2 separate regions of the Mus musculus genome follow, and region 2 is linked to region 1. The links are chromatin contacts, called in public Micro-C maps. All regions are on one chromosome and are shown on one strand. The core of a region is the stretch at or near the end of the contact, and the rest is flanking DNA. Distances in the headings are between cores, read along the strand shown.

What was found. A called contact is a pair of places that touch in the nucleus more often than the background predicts.
Region 2: a contact with region 1 is called in a Micro-C map of embryonic stem cells, with 2.6 times the contacts expected there. The contact joins two enhancer-like sites. A contact is called at or near these places in 2 of 484 Hi-C or Micro-C datasets (both in embryonic stem cells), 7 of 115 datasets of contacts at active chromatin or transcription factors (embryonic stem cells, extraembryonic endoderm stem cells, pancreatic cancer cells and 1 more) and 1 of 9 other capture datasets (embryonic stem cells).

Annotation. Positions count from the first base shown.
Region 1 is chr1:135,194,335-135,199,563 of GRCm38.p6, forward strand. The region is part of intron 1 of Gm41955 (a long non-coding RNA gene); the gene reads right to left. Among named protein-coding and RNA genes, the nearest start is that of Gm41955, 5.1 kb to the right of the region's middle. Within about 2 kb of position 1,782, at least 27 of the 459 cell types and tissues checked have an H3K27ac peak or open chromatin away from gene starts, as enhancers often do. A contact at or near this core is called in embryonic stem cells, where this site is marked.
Region 2 is chr1:135,673,622-135,679,003 of GRCm38.p6, forward strand. It overlaps a transcript of Nav1 not described here. Among named protein-coding and RNA genes, the nearest start is that of Gm32835, 12 kb to the right of the region's middle. Within about 2 kb of position 2,005, at least 57 of the 459 cell types and tissues checked have an H3K27ac peak or open chromatin away from gene starts, as enhancers often do. A contact at or near this core is called in embryonic stem cells, where this site is marked.

The DNA.
Region 1 (5,229 bases), core at 532-3,031:
GGAGGTAGAGGCAGGAGGATCAGAGGTTCAAGGCCAGCCTGGGATAAGTGAAACTGTAGCCTCCCCCAGCCTGAAGCGGGCTGGTACAAACCTTGTTACTGAGGTGGGCCCACCTGCGGTGCAGCTTTCTGACTTGGCTGGCTTCTTTTGAAGTGACAACTGCCCTGAGATTCTGCCACCTGCCAAGAGTCTGAACCTGTCTTCCTGAGAGATTCCTGAATAAACTGCCAGCCTGGCAGCCTGGAATGACTCCAGGCACCAAGAGTGGAACTGGCGACTTACTGCTAACGGCTCTGGCGGACTAGTGCTAACAATGTGGCAACAAAACATCAAGAAGCCTGGCATGGCAGGGGATGGGCTTCCCCCCTTTATAAGCACAGACTGCTAGTAAACATTGAGCCTTGAACAGGGAATCATCTTGGCTCCATTATTTCTCTGGATCTTTCAGCCCCAGCCTGCCTCCCAGGTGTACCCAGTCCTTGTAAGCGGCAGGCCGGCTTGCTACATGAAATAATTTATCAAAAACGTTTAAAGCCGGGCGTGGTGGCACATGCCTTTAATCCCAGCACCTGGGAGGCAGAGGCAAGTGGATTTCTGATTTCGAGGCCAGCCTAGTCTACAAAGTGAGTTCCAGGACAGCCTGGGCTATACAGAGAAACCCTGTCTCAAAAAACAAAACAAAACAAAACAAAACAAAACAAAACAAAAAAAAAAAAAAAAGCCGGGCGTGGTGGCGCACGCCTCTTTAATCCCAGCACTCGGGAAGCAAAGGCAGGCGGATTTCTGAGTTCGAGGCCAGCCTGGTCTACAAAGTGAATTTAAAAACTGTTTAAAATTTTTTAAGGCCAGATGAAGTGGTATTTGTCTTGAACACCATCACTGCAGAGGCAGAAGCAGTTGGATCTCTAAGAGTTGGAGCCAGACTGGTCTACACAGCTAGCCAGGGTTACATGGTGAGACCTTGTTTCAAAATTATAACAACAACAATAACAATAATGTATATACACAAGTAATACACACATTTCATATGTGTACATGTACACACGTGAGCACACACAGTTCTCTATTCCCTTTTTTTTTTTTTTTTGATTTTGGTTTTTCCAGACAGGGTTTCTCTGTGCAGCCCTGGATATCCTGGAACTCACTCTGTAGACCAGGCTGGCCTCGAACTCAGAAATCTGCCTGCCTCTGCCTCCCAAGTGCTGGGATTAAAGGCTCTATTCCCTTTCGTGCCTATCTTTCTCCATTGACTGCTTTTTTTTCCTTATCTCTCATCCCCTCCTTCCCAGTGATGGCTTCCACCTAATCCTTCAGTCAAGTCAGGAGAGACCTGAGTTTCTCCCTTGATGCGGGCAGATGAATGAGATGCCCGCTCAACCCAAGAGGCTGCTGCCAAGTGGTACAGCAGAGCTGGCCCTGCCACTTTGTCCCTTCCCGGTCAGTCTGGTTGTGGACATCTGTTTCTTTAACTGCCGATTTGTTGTGGTGGTTAATTAGCACTTATCTGGATGTCAGGCCCCTGAGGGGACACCCTGGAGCAGTCCTTATAACAGTCATCTCCTTCAGCTGGGCTTACAGTCTGAGAAAAAGAGACCAATCCTTCAGTCTTAATGTCCCCCAGCCCTGGCCTTCACCTGCGGGGCCTGGGTACCAGCCCCTTGTGCCTCTTAAGCCCTCTTGCAAGCCAGGAGCGCAAGCAGCCTGCTGCAGCTGGCCTGAACAGGACTGGACTGGGAACATCTCCAACCCCCCAGAATGGCCCAGTGTCAGTTTCAGGCCCTCATGGGGCAGGAGGAGGCTGAGGGTGGGGCTGCCAAAGTCAACAAAGCCTGTTTCCATGCGCAAGGACCTGTTTGGCACCTGCGATCCTGTTTTCCAGCCCATGAGCCTTCTCCCTGGGGTCAGCTGGAGGTCCCCTCCCTCTCGTCCCCAACTCCAAAGCTTCTCCTTCTTCATCATGAGGTCTGCTCAACTGTCCTACAGACCCAGAGACCTGTGACACACTCCAGCGTGAGCCCCATTGCCTCTAGAGCAGTGGCTCTCAGCCTTCCTAATGCTGGGGCCCTTTAATACAGTTCCTCATGTTGTGGTGAGCCCAACCATAAGCTTATTTTTGTTGCTATTTCATAACTAATTTTGCTACTGTTATGAATTATAATGTAAATCTGTGTTGTCCCAGGTCTTAGGCGACTCTTGGGAAAGGGTTGTTCAACCCCCAAAGGAGTCATGACTTCTACATTCTTGTACCAAACATCTCTCATAGTCTACAGATCAGACCCACAGTCTAGGGCTATTTGCATGAGCTTATTTATTTGTTTTTAATTCTTTTAAGATTTGCTTATTTTATGTGTGTGAGCGTTTTGGCTGCATGTGTATGTGCCTGTGTATAGTTCTAAGCTGCAACCGGGTGGATACCGGGGACTGACCAAGTCCTCAGCAAGAATGACAAGGGTTCCTAACTGCTGAGCCATCTCACCAGCCCCCATTTACATGACTTGATCTTCATCTCCTACGCTAGCATGGCCATAGCTTCTGTCCAGCTAAAGAACTCTATTTTATCTGAGGAACTTCTCCAAAGACCAATCGTCAATGGAGGCATCCAGGTCTTACTATGTAGCTGTAGCTGGCTTGGAACTCATTATGTAGATCTGGCTGGCCTCAAACTCTCTGAGGTCTCCCTGACTCTCCCCTCTCAAATGAATGCTGGGCTTAAAAGCATGTACCCTAGGCCTGGCTTTTCCTACCAGTTATTGAATCTCTGGCAGTTTTGGTTTTGGTTTTGGTTTGTCTTGTTTTTTGAGATAAGGTTTCTCAGTGAGGACGTGGCTGTCCTGGAATTCACTCTGTAGACCAGGCTGGACTTGAAGTGAGAGATCTACCCTCTTGCCTCTGCCTCCTGAGGGCTGAGATTAAAGGCAAGGCGGGAATCACTGGTGTTTTGATCTGTTACTTAGTGATTTATACCTGGTCTCATTCTTCAAAGCCCCCTCCCTCCCTCTCAATGAAAGGCCTTTTTATATTTATTTATTTTTTGCATGTGACTTTTCCCCTAGACTAAGAATTTAAGTCTTCATGCATATTAGACAAATTCTCTACTACTGAGCCCCAACCCTTAATTATTCTTCCTTATTTTTAATTAAAAAATACTTATATGTGCTGGGCGCGGTGGCGCACGCCTTTAATCCCAGCACTCGGGAGGCAGAGGCAGGCAGATTTCTGAGTTCGAGGCCAGCCTGGTCTACAGAGTGAGTTCCAGGACAGCCAGGGCTACACAGAGAAACCCTGTCTCAAAAAACAAAAAAAACAAAAACAAAAACAAAAAACGTATATGCATAGCATGTATGCCTACATGCATGTGCAGGTGCCCTCTGAGGCCAGAAGAAGGGTAGAATCCTCTGGAACTAGATTTATGAGCTGCCCAGTGTAGGTGCCGGGAACTACATCGAGTCCTCTGCAAGAACAACAAATGCTCTTAACCACTGGGCCATCCCATCAGCTTCTATTTCTTTGTTTCTGAGAGTCCATCTGCCCTACACTGACTTCAAGCTCTGCGTAGCTGAGCATGGACTTGAACTGATACTCCTACCTTCACGTCCCAGAGCTACAGCAGCACTCTAGTCTTAGTCCTGCGAAGGATGGTACCCAAGGCTTTGCGCTTGCTAGGCTTGCTCTCTACCAACAAAGGCACAGTTCCAGCCCTGGAGCCATGTTTATTCATTTTGTTAGTCAATTTATTATTTATTTACTTAAATTTAGAAACAAGGCCCCACTATGTAACCCAGCCTTGATTTACCATCCCCCTGACTTAGCCTCCCGGATATTAAGATTACAGATGCCACCCCTAAAATATCTTCAACCTAAACTCCCAGTTGCCAATACTACGGAGGTGGCTATCTCCCTTCAAGATGAGTACTAAGCTGGGCTAGATACTATCACTGAGTTGATAGTAAATATATGTGAAGCTGACGTTCAACAGTGTTTTGGTTTTTTTTTTTTTTTTTTTTTTTTTTTAATCTCCCCATCACATAAGCTGTTTTGGTTTCTGCAGGGGCAACTTTAGTAAGTTCCCAAGCCCAGCCTTGGTTCTCCTGACTCCCCCAGGGTCAAACCAGACTCCCTGGCTCACAACTGCCTCTGTCAGGGAAGAAGCCTCCGGCCACCCTCAAGCCTCCTCCTAGTCAATGCCTGCAGTCGCAGAGTGAAGAAAGAAAGCATTGATTTAACTAACAAATGCACTCAGGGTGTAGCAAGCTTGGGTACAAGTGCCACCAATCCACAGGCCTCTCCCTTGCTCAGGGAAGGACAGCAAAGCTCTTGCCGCTGCAATAGGCTGATTTGCTTGGCAAAGTCTGAGGGTGTTGTGTGGTTATATCCAGGTAAGTTGTACAGCAGCTGCAGATGGGCAAAGACAGCGCCAAGCAGGCTGCTGGTCCAAATACAGCTGTGGCTATCTCCCCACCGAGCATCCTTCTTTATTAGTCCAGATTCTCTCTCTACCCTGATACCAGTTTGCTTGCTCAGGTGTTGATACCTGGCAAAGAGGAGCCAGCCCTTCCCCAACATCAGTCTAACAGGGATAAAGATTACGGGTTTTTTGTTTGTTTTGTTTTGTTTCCGAGACAGGTCTCAAGGTGTAGCTCTGGCTGTTCTGGAACTTGGTATGACCAAGTATATCCTGAGTTCAAGGCTAAAGCAATTCAGCAGGGAGCCCCGCCTCCTCTGAGCTTGGGCTTGCTCCTTGGGCGGAGCATAAGACGTCCCTAAAGGCCTTTGCCCTTCTCCCCCACGCTTGGCGGGAGCCTTGGTTGCCTCGCCCCAGCACGGCCCTACTTCATCACCCCTCCTCCTTGCCCTGGGCGCGGTTGTCCTACCTCCCCCAGGAGGCTCCTGGGGCGCGGGTCCCAGGTCTGTACAAAGAGTCCTTTGTCTGGGCTGGGAGCAATTGTTCTCCCCTTTATGGAAACAAGGGCTGGGTCTTATAATCAAGCTTTCAGAGGCTGGATCAAAGGGCACTGTAGCTTGGGGTGTCGGGATTACGGAGCTGTCCTCAGGGAACTGCTGACAGCCTGTCATCCGTCTCTAATCCTCGTACCCTTTTTTTCGTGGGCTGAACCTGTGTGAGCCTTGGGGTGCAAGGAAGCTGGGGGAGACCGGCTCTCTCCTCCTGCTGGCTCTCAGGGCTCAGGTTACAGCCCCTGCCAGCAGGGCACTGGGTGTGAACGTGCAGAG
Region 2 (5,382 bases), core at 755-3,254, 480 kb after region 1:
CTCTTCCGGAAACACGTTTTTCCTTCCTTTAGACCTCGGTGCTTCCTGCACAGGAAGAAGGACTTTGGATGTGGGGTGCTATTTATAGTGTGGCTCCCTCCTTGTAGACCTCACTGAGGAAGGGGCCACCGCACAGGGACTGCGGTGGAGGACACTGGCTTTCCGTGATCCTTGACATCAGGACGAGAAACCTGAGATCGCAGATGAGTATCAGAGTTGAAGTGTCTCTTGGGTTCCAACCTGGGTTTCTTTGATGATGTCTGTATGTGCAAGGGCCCCACAACTCTCCCAGTGCCCTGGAGCCCTAACTTCAGAGGCAGAGCCACAGGCTCTACTTGTGGGGAGAACCTGAGGTCCGTTTTGTAAGAAAGAGACTCAGAGAGATTTATATGAATTCTGTCCCAAGGGACAGATCAGTCATAACCCAGGCTAAAAATCCCTTGACACTTGCCTAACACATCACACCTACAAAGGAGTACTCCAGCTGTGGTGGCATCTTCGGGTGGACTGAAGGTGTCACCAGTAAAGACAGTTGAATTCCAATTTTTCTCAGAAGATGGTTTTATTTGGAGTAGGGTCATGGCAGATATAATTGGTTAAAATGACGTCTGGTCGAGGTAGGAAGTGGGTCTCTCACCCGATATGACCTCTGTACTAACAAGAGGGCCATTTGGACACAGACACACACAGCAATCAGACAATATGAGAGGGCCACAGGAAAACCATGTGGTCTCCATAGTGATGGACCATAGTGATGGAGAGGAAGTCTGGATTGATGGATCTGCAGACCAAGGGAGGCCAAGTGCTGGCAAACACTGGCAGTGAGAAGAGGCAAGAGGGACTCTTCGCTGTGGGTTTCATGGTATGAATGTGACACTACTGTTTTTTAAGGACTTATTTGTCATTGTATGTGTATGGGTGTTTTGCCTGCATGCATGTCTGTGTACCATGTTGATGCCCAGTGCCCACAAAGGCCAGAGGAGGATGTTGAATCCCCTGGAACAGGAGGTACAGACAGTTGTGAGCCATCATGTAGGTTCTGAAAATTGAATATGGGTTCTCTGAAAGAATAGCCAGTGGTCTCAACACTGAGCTAGCCCTCCAGCCCTTGCCCTACTGTTATCTTGATTTTAGACTTTCAGTTGCTAAAACCGTAAACAAATGAACTTCTTGGAGGAATCTTGTTGTTTGTTCAGTTTTCTGAGACACTATACAAAATAGCTTGTTTGTTTGTGTTTGAGGCAGTGTCTCACCACGTGACTCTGGCTGGCTTGGAACTCTCTATGTAGACCTGCCTCTGCTGGGATTAAAGAACGCACTACCGAAACTAGCTTTTTCTTTTTAGATTTACTTGTTGGGATTGGAGAGACATACATGTAAATAAAAGAGTTTAAAAAAATCAAAACTATTCAGTTATTTTATGTGTATGGCTGTTTTTCTGCATGTATGTATGTATGTATGTATGTAGTATGTATGTAGTATGTATGTATGTATGTATGTATGTATACCATCTGCCTGCCTGGGGGCCAGAGGAACACATTGGATTCTCTGAGACTAGAGTTACAAGTGGGTGCTGGGAACCAAACTCGGGTCCTTAGTAAGCAAAGCCAAAGTTCTTAACCACTGAGCCATCCCTCTTTCTAGCCCCGATGAGACGGGGCTTTTCTGTGTAGTCCAGGTTAGCCTCCAACTCTATCCTCCTGCCTCAGCCTCTGCATGTTGGGATTACAGGCATCACCATATACTGATGAGCTTCTGCCACCCAGTTTGTTACAGCGGCCACAGGACACCTGATATGACACCGGCTTGAGGGAGGAGGTCTCTAAGAGGAAAGAAGCTTACATGAGCTGCACCAAGGGGTACAGAGGGTTCCACTCCTAGGCCAGTGATCCTCTAAAAATACTGCTCCTGCTCTTGGCTCTCCAGCCATTGTGTATCTCCCACAGACCGCAATCGCTCCACCCTGCTGGGTGTTCCTTTGTGAAACCTTATCTGTCCTTCCTCTCCCAGCGGGGCTAAGCTCAGACCTTCCATAGCTGGAGTGTGGCAGTGGGTTTGTTGCCCCAGCTCCCCTTTTCCAGACCATTAGTCATCAACATTGCTTTATCAACGCTCCCTGTGAATCAGACTCATGCTGAGTGCTGGGTTCCCAACCGTGCACAGTCACACACAACCCCCAATCCCACCCCCGCCTGGGACAATACCCCTGTTAGCCGGCTGCCCCCCTCGGGGTCTCCACCCTCTCCGTCACCAACAGGACCCTGTTCTGCTCAGGCCCCTTTGTCTTTCACAGGCAGGGACAGACACACCTGCCTGTTGACACACACCAGTTCAATACAGACCAGTGAACTTGGAGAGAGCACACCACCCTCTACCGAGGAAGAGTCTGCACTGCACAGGGTGGAGGTGGCTGCAGTCTAGAACAGAATGGAAGGTCACCATAGGAACCAAAGATGGTCTAGAAACAAAGTCAACAAGGACACGTCTAGGACTCCTCTAAGGGTTGCCACAATTGCTTTTACTCTTCTCTCCTTTCACCCTCCCTGGGTTGGGTTGCACTGAGTTGCCCAGGCTGGCCTCAGACTGACAGTGGAGCCCAGGTTTGCCTGGAAGTTGTGATTACCTGACTTTACCCTCCCAAGTACAAAGACCATGCTCATCTCCCTACTGGTGTATCCGAGCCCTCGGAACCCCGATGGGTATCACAGTTGCCCGGTGGTGTAATTAAGGACCACAGCTTATAAGCTGTGGTCCTTTCATATCAGAAACGAAAAGACGCAAAGGGCTGAGTGTGTTCGATTATGTCAGCAATCCCAGAATGCACGGAGATAAGCAGGAGGATTGCTACAAGTCTGAGCCGAGGCTGGATCACACTGTGAGACTGTGCAGAAACAACACAAACAACACAACACAAACCAAATCCTACAGCTCAAGGAGGATGTGTCTATCAAACTTGGCAGAACCAAAAAATTTCTTTTACCTGTAAGTAATTTATGCTCGGCTAAAACATCAGACTCAAACTAGAACACATTCCACTATTCGTTCTTATAGAATTCATTATAGACAAAACTAATTTATGGCGATACACATCAGCTCTGTGACACAGCTGTGGGGGTTATCTACTGATGAAAAGGACGGGGACGGGGGATAGGCTCTTGGAACAGTTCTGTGTCGTCAAAAACACATCAAACCAGACACTTACGATCTGTTCACATGACTGTTGGTAAATTTTATTTTGATTTAAATGAAAATCATATACAACAAAAAAGAAAGAGGGCATTTCCTTTTTATTTGTAAGGAAGTCTAGATTTTCAGAAGACTGCAGGGGACTGCGGGATCCTATTTCCTTCTCTGAATCTCGCCAGGCCTATTTAGGACCCTGTCCAGGCTTAGTACAAAGATGCAGGTGGAAGAAAACAGAGCAGCAACCTCAGCCCTAGGACCACGGAGCCTGGCTCTTTCCAGCTTTGTAAGGCAGAGCTCTGCCTCAGAGGCAACTAGGCAGAGAGCTCCCGGATGTCCCATTGTCATGGAGATGGACCCATCTGCCTTTTAACCCACAAGCCAATTCAAACCTCCCACCTTTCCATATTTTTTGCCTCAGTTACATCTGCGATCCCTCCTTCTGAAGCCAGTGCTATTTGTAATACTCTGAGACACAGACTAGACCAGATAATGGGTCAGTCTTGCCAAACAAAACCTCGGGTCACACTCATTACACACACACACACACACACACACACACACACACACTGCAGTCGGGTCACACTCATTACACACACACACACACACACACACACACACACACACACACACACACACACTGCAGTCTGGGGCCCAGTGGACTCAGTGGGATTATATATCTCAGAGCTGGCACAGGACATACCTCTCTGATCCCATGACAAGGTAACATTGTCCCACCACATGTCTGGTGTATAAATACCCTATTGGGAATAAATCCTCCCAAAAGAGTAATCTGCAGTGCTGGGGCTGCATGTTTGATGCAACAGTGACTTCGTTCAGTCACTTTCCTGTCTGACACAGACCCTCTGTGGGCCAATTGTTAGTAAGTATAGAAACATGGGTCCCTGAACATGGGTCAGGGCCAACGGTCATAAGCAACATTCACTTTGTACCAGAGCACCAGCTCCTCCCTGGAGCACCACACCAGAGCACCAGCTCCTCCCTGGAGCACCACACCAGAGCACCAGCTCCTCCCTAGAGCACCACAATTCTGAAGATCAGCTAATGCCACCATTGTCTTCTGGATAAGAAAACTGAAGGTTGGGGAAATTACAGGATCCCAAGTCAGGCCTGTGAGTTTTCTCTAAAATCACACTTCAGAGGCCCAACATCAAAGAGAGGCAGAGGAAGCAAGAGGTGGCCACCAAGACAGCCAGGAAAGTCTGGATCCAGGGTACTGGGGGGGGGGGGGCTGATAAGGGGGATAGATAGGCATTCCCGCCCCGCCCTGCCCGCCCCCCCCCTCCAGCCTCAGTTGAGTTTAAAGGTGACTTTGATCCCTGAGTAACCAATCTGTAAATGTTTTCCGAGCCCCTACTATGTGCTGTCCATTTTTCTCAGCCCTGCTCTGGCTTCACAGACCTCAGGCCATCCCCTGCCCATCACCCCCCAAAACGGAGGCCTTTGTGTAGGCTTGGGTGTGGGTGCAGAGAGGCCACAGTGTCTGCAGCCAACTCCGTGGCAGTCCTCATCCACGTCCCAAGGCCACCCAGCCACGTGCTCACTGTCTAGATTTCTCTAGCAGCCTCTGATTTCTCTAAAGGCAAGAAGGAGGGGAAATGCCTCCGGTGTGGTGTGGTGTGGTGTGGTGTGGTGTGGTGTGGTGTGGTGTGGTGTGGTGTGGTGTGGTGTGTTTGTGATGGCATTTAAAAGGGGACTGGGAGTAACCACAAGGCTGGACAGCATAGATCTGTAAAATGGGAGTGGCCCATTTATTTGCCCTAAACTAGCTAAGCATTTTAGCAAAGAGATTTTAATGAGTTGTAAATCTGACATAGGCTTAACTTTATGTTATTCTCAATTCTGATGAGAAAATAAGAAACAAATTTCAAAACACAACCCGTTTACGCTGTTGCTTTGACTACCTGGGTTACAAGGGAGCAGGAAGAATAAAATCAGCAATATGATTGTGTGTGTGTGTGTGTATGCGTGTGCGTGTGTATGTGTGTATGTATGTGTGTGTATGTGTGTGTGTATGTGTGTGTGTATGTGTGTGTGTGTATGTGTGCGTGTGTGTGTGTGTGTGTGTGTGTGTGTATGTGTGTGTGTGTGTGCGTGTGCGTGTGTGTGTGTTTTGAGACAGGTTTGACACTTGCTATGTAGTTCAGGTTGGCCTGTTTTCACCATCTATAGAAAGGG